Linked DNA regions of Pan troglodytes: region 1 is linked to region 2. A link is a contact called in public Hi-C data. All regions are on one chromosome and are shown on one strand. The core of a region is the stretch at or near the end of the contact, and the rest is flanking DNA. Distances in the headings are between cores, read along the strand shown. Region 1 holds the start of GRIK4 (glutamate ionotropic receptor kainate type subunit 4). Region 2 has its middle 160 kb from the start of GRIK4.

Region 1 (2,700 bases), core at 118-2,617, 160 kb after region 2:
TTAGCCAGGATGGTCTCGATCTTCTGACTTCGTGATCCACCTGCCTTGGCCTCCCAAAGTGCTGGGATTACAGGCGTGAGTCACCGTGCCCAGCTGAAACATTTTAATACTACTCTCCCAATCCAGGCACCTGGGATTAGCATATCCAGGTGCTCATCAGCCACACCCTCACCCCAGTGAAGCCAGCAGAGCTGGCTGTCGGCAGAATCTGGGTCTCAGTGGGGGCCAAGGCACGTGCTGCCTTGGGGCGAGGCAGCCCCCTGCAAGGTTCTGGATTTGACATCAGAGGCCCACCCACCTCAGGAAGGAGGAGAGGGATTGGTAGAGGTTGGGGGTGGGGCTGGTTTTCAGCAGTAGTAGAGCAGATGTGGAAAGCAGCTGATAACCTGGGAGGTGTGTGTCTGCTCTCCATATTTGCTAGGAATGGACCGCTCCCATCTGGGCCAGGGAGGACCTGACATTTGTGTAGCACCTCATTTAGGCCAGACCCTGAGCATGGTGGCTTCTCCGATGTTACCTTGATTCTTCTTTAGTTCAACTCCACCAGGAGGGGTTGTTACAGCACTTTTACATGTGAGGACACTGAGCCGAGACACAGAGGGGCCCTTGTGAAGGCCACACAACTGGCAAGTGGAAGAGCTGGCCTGAACCCAGTTCCCTCTCACACCTCTCCTCAGTGTGCAGTGCCTGTGCTGCGTTTGGGGAAATGGAGTAACCCTCCCAACTCTCCCATCCCTTCCACTTCTGCTCACCCATGGCTCCAATTCCTTAAGGGCAGATGAGGGTTTTGTTTGTTTGAGACAAAGGCTCGCTCTGTCGTCCAGGCTGGAGTGCAATGGCGAATAGCGCAACCTCGGCTCACTGCAACCTCTGCCTCCTGTGTTCAAGTCTGTGACACAGGGTCCCGAGTAGCTGGAATTACAGGCATGCGCCACCATGCCCACCTAAATTTTGTATTTTTAGTAGAGACGGGGTTTCGCCATGTTGGCCAGGCTGGTCTCTAACTCCTGACCTCAAGTGATCCACCCACTTTGGCTTCCAAAGTGCTGGGATTACAGGCATGAGCCACTGTGCCTGGCTGAGAGCAGATGAGGTTCTTCATTTCTAATGACACGCCATGAATCATCCAACCACAGTTACAGCAACCTGCCCCATGTCGGTCACAGAGCTGAAGTTAGAACCTGAGCCTTCTTTGAGCCCGGAATGTAAGGAAGAAAGACAAAGGGGTCTCTCCGGCTCCTGGGTGTCACTGGGATGGTGGGGCAGCTGCCTAGCTGGAGCCTGGGACTCACGTGCCCTCAACCCCCTCTCTCGCAGAGTTATGTCATGCCCAGGCCAGCAGGGGGCTCCATGAGGATTCATAGAAGATGCCCCGCGTCTCGGCGCCTTTGGTGCTGCTTCCTGCGTGGCTCGTGATGGTTGCCTGCAGCCCGCACTCCTTGAGGATCGGTAAGTGTGGCCCAGCTTGGGGCATTGCCCCCACCCACTATCCCAGGTGTCCACAAGGGACATGAGAGTGCTGCACAGGACTTGGGGAAGCTGCCCAGCCCGTGCACTGTGCCCTCCCTGAGTGTGGCTGGGGTGAACATGCAGTGGTGGTGGTGGAGGCAGCTGACAGGTGACCACTCTGATCTGGTCAACCTGCTGAGCTCCTCGGCCACTAGAATAAAGATGCTGATAACTCCCTAGTGCAGTCAATGTAGGTTCAGCCTAGCAGGTTAAGAGGCAGCTGTCGGGGAAAAAGGAGGGTGAGGATGGCCATGGGGACTCCAAATCTAGGGCTGGAGATGGGAGAAGAGGGCCCTTCTTTCCTGTGATCAGTCCAAGAAGGCTTCCTGGAGAGAGTGCTATGTCCACAACTTGGAAGAAGCCAGGAGTCTGCTGGGGTGGCCTGGCTGCTTGGAAGGGCCCTTGACATTGGGTCTGCTTGCTGTGGCCTGGCTCTGAGAGGGAGGGTAGGGTCATGTGAGTCTCTCCCTTGCCTTGTTGCTGTGGGACGCCCACTTTAGGTGTGGGCAGGCGGGCTTCCACCTGAGCCCTCAGCATCCCATCCCTGGAGGGGCGGGTCTGGGAAGTCAGGTGCCTCCTCCCTGCTGGGACTGAACAAGACTTGTCAACTGCAGGTTGAGGCTCTCTAGATCCTGGTTCCTGGGGACACAGCCAGCCACAGGGACAAGGACACAGTTCAGTCCGGCAGGCGCAGTGTGGTCATCTGATGGCCCAGCAACAGAGAACCCATGGAATTAGGACAGATGTGGGGTGTCGGGGATCAGGGGTGTCTATGTGTACATCGGGGGATGGGGATTAGTGTGGACAGGTGGGTGGGGCACAGCAGTGACAAACCCAGAAAGGTAGGTTGATGGCCACAAGACGACCCATCCAACAGCAGGGCCCCAAGGGTAGAGTTAAGTGACAGCCCTAGAGGAACTCAAATACCAGGCAGGTTACCCCAACGGATAACCACATGAGGCCCCTCTTCCCACACTGGGGGTGGGGTTGGGGGTGGGAGCAAAGGCAGGAATCTAGATCTTAAACCTGAGCCTGAAAGGGTTAGAGGCTGACTTAGAGCAAAGATGGCATGATGCTGAACCTCAGGGAGCTGACTTAAAGCTCCCAAATTCCTCCAATTGCATTCAGGTCGGTGTGCTGGTGATGGTCAGGAGGCCATGGTGTGGGCAGAGGTGGGCGAGCAGCCAAAAC
Region 2 (2,700 bases), core at 176-2,675:
AGAGGTCAGTTGCTACACTTTGGTTTGTCTGTTTGTTTTTGAAACAGAGTCTCGCTCTGTCACTCAGGCTGGAGCGCAGTGGCGAGATCTCAGCTCACTGCGACCTCCACCTCCTGGGTTCAAGCAATTCTCCTGCCTCAACCTCCCAAGTAGCTGGGACTACAGGCGTGCACCACCATATCTAGCTAATTTTTGTACTTTTAGTAGAGATGGGGTTTCGCCATATTGACCAAACTAGTCTTGAACTCCTGACCTCAAGCGATCCTCCAGCCTCAGCCTCCCAAAGTGCTGGGATTACCGGTCTGAGCCACCATGACTAGCCAGTTGCTACACTTTGTTTTTTGATTTCCTCATAGTCCAAAAAGTCTACCGCGTACAGGAACATATGGCAAGGACAGTTGGGATAAGCTGTGAAAATGTATGGTTTTTTTTTTTTCTTTAAAGAATCTCAGTGGGATCTACTGATGCACTGACATTATGCCAACTTGCCAGCAATTTCGTTTTTCCCTTCAAGATGCCTGTGAACAGTGTGGCAAAAGAGATGAGGTGCCTTGGAGTCTTAACTGCACGATGGCCGGCAAGACACCAGGGAAGCTTCATGTTTTCCCTCCACCTTCAGAGATGCAGTGATACTGAGAGTTGAGAGCAGTTTTATTTAGCATCAGGCAGCTGGGCTGACCTTTCCCAGCACCCCCATGCTCTTTGGTAACTAAAGGGTAGAAAGAGAAAGACCATTTGTTAAGTATGTGAACGTAAGGAGGAGTCCCTTCCTAAATTCTTGCTGTAACCTCCAACTTCTTATCCTTGTTTTGGCTAAGATTAGACAAGTATTATGAAGTGATATGACACCAAAAGGCTAGACAGGAGAGGATTTATATAGATTCAATCATCTAGAAGATTTGGCAATTTTTTACAAGCCATTTGTTTTTTGTTTCTTGGTTGTTTTTTTTTTTTGAGACAGAGTCTCGCTCTGTCGCCCAGGCTGGAGTGCAGTGGTGCGATTTCGGCTCCTGCAACCTCCGCCTCCCAGTTTAAAGTGATTCTCTTGCCTCAGCCTTCCAAGCAGCTGAGACTACAGGCGCCTGCCACCACCCCCGGCTGATTTTTGTATTTTTAGTAGAGGCCAGATTTCACCATATTGGCCAGGCTGGTCTCCAACTCCTGACCTCAAATGATCCACCCACCTCGGCTTCCCAAAGTACTGGGATTACAGGCGTGGGCCACAGCGCCCGGCCAAGCTACTTGTTTTATTAGGTGTCCAGTGCAGTCTTGATGTTAGCTGAAGATGTTTGGGTAATCTCTTGTGTCGCTTCATAAAACAGCATAATAAACCCAATAGTAGCAGCATTCAATAGCTTTGCACCAAGGAAACGTTCCCTCCCACCTCTCATTCCCTCTGCTTCCTACTCCCCAATCCCTACCTCAAGCCACCTGCTGGGCAGCTGGAACCACGAATCACCAGCATTACTTCCAGAGGAATAAAACAGCCTACATCCCCCACCCCCCACCCCCCTCCCCGCCTGCTTTGTTTTTAGCTGGTTTGTTTGTTTTCGGATGTCAGTAATGTGAAGTATTTCCCCTAATCAATGTTTTAACCTTCTTGTTGATATTTATTCAGCTTGGTTGAATGTACTGTGTTAAAGCATCCATGAGCTCTATGGATGGGAGAGTAAATCTGAATTTCTGTCTTTTCTCTGGAGACATCATAATATTTCCTATTATCAGAGAATTGTTTTGCTAGGATATTAATGAGCAGTTTCTCTGCTGGAGTTATCATTGCTTCCCTCTTCCTTCAGCTCCCAAACAATTTTGAATTAACATGGAAACCAAGTTTAATTTCTTGACTCATCTCCTCTGGCTTTGAATTTCCTTTTCTGTTTCATGCTGTTGTCAATAATTTGGTGCTCCCATCTGTTCATTTCTGCTCACCCTGTTATTGATAATGTGATTAACCCCCTACTCCATTGCTATTTATTTAGTGATAAATTATTTCTGATCATGTGTGCTATATTTTCTTTACTCAGATCTAAGGTATAATTAGGGAAGAGAGCTGAACAAAAGAACCTTTTTTTCCCTTCTCTTACCATGGTGTTGGGTGAAACACGCTGTCCAGCAGGTCCCTGTCTTTTATAATGGAAGGAGAACGTGCTTTTATATGCAAATCCAGATGTGTGATGGTGGTTTGTTTACCTTACTTTGTGCTTAATGAGATTCTTCAGATATTGTTACGTTGAAGTACTGCTTCTATTTTTATTATCTAACATTTATTAAATGTCAACCATGTGCTCTGTTAAACAAAGAATAGCACGGTTCTGTCTGGACTCAGAGTCTAGATGCTTAGTTTCAGCCCTAGTGACTAAAACCTGTATAATGGACGGTGTATGTTATCCTGGGGAATGTTTTCCAAATATTGTATTTTAAAATGAGAAACAATTGGACCCTGCCCCTGGGAGAGACACATCTGAAACAAGGCACATGTATAAAACAAGGCGCAGAATAAGAGAGAGAAAGATACAGTTGAACTTACTTTAAAAGTAGGATTGATTTTTTTTACCTTAATTTTTACTCTTGAAATTTCAAGTGATAGGTTGAATTTTCCAGCTGTTTTGATTTCACCTATGTTTTCCATTCTACAAAGAATGTTTTGATCTTTTCATCTGGCCCAAGGCAAAGCTGGTGACTTGGCTCAGTTACAAGAAA

What was found. Hi-C and Micro-C count contacts between places; a contact is called where the count stands out from the background.
Region 1: a contact with region 2 is called in a Hi-C map of induced pluripotent stem cells, with 2.0 times the contacts expected there. The contact joins the promoter of GRIK4 here to the enhancer-like site in region 2. A contact is called at or near these places in 2 of 7 Hi-C or Micro-C datasets (both in induced pluripotent stem cells) and 1 of 1 datasets of contacts at active chromatin or transcription factors (stem cell-derived excitatory neurons).

What each region holds. Positions count from the first base shown.
Region 1 is chr9:122,602,170-122,604,869 of NHGRI_mPanTro3-v2.0_pri, forward strand. It overlaps GRIK4 (glutamate ionotropic receptor kainate type subunit 4), which reads left to right and starts at 1,368. Exons shown (of 19, transcript NM_001034159.1): 1 at 1,368-1,449. The coding sequence starts at 1,368.
Region 2 is chr9:122,442,751-122,445,450 of NHGRI_mPanTro3-v2.0_pri, forward strand. No RefSeq gene overlaps it. Among named protein-coding and RNA genes, the nearest start is that of GRIK4, 160 kb to the right of the region's middle. Within about 2 kb of position 1,426, at least 3 of the 24 cell types and tissues checked have an H3K27ac peak or open chromatin away from gene starts, as enhancers often do. A contact at or near this core is called in induced pluripotent stem cells, where this site is marked.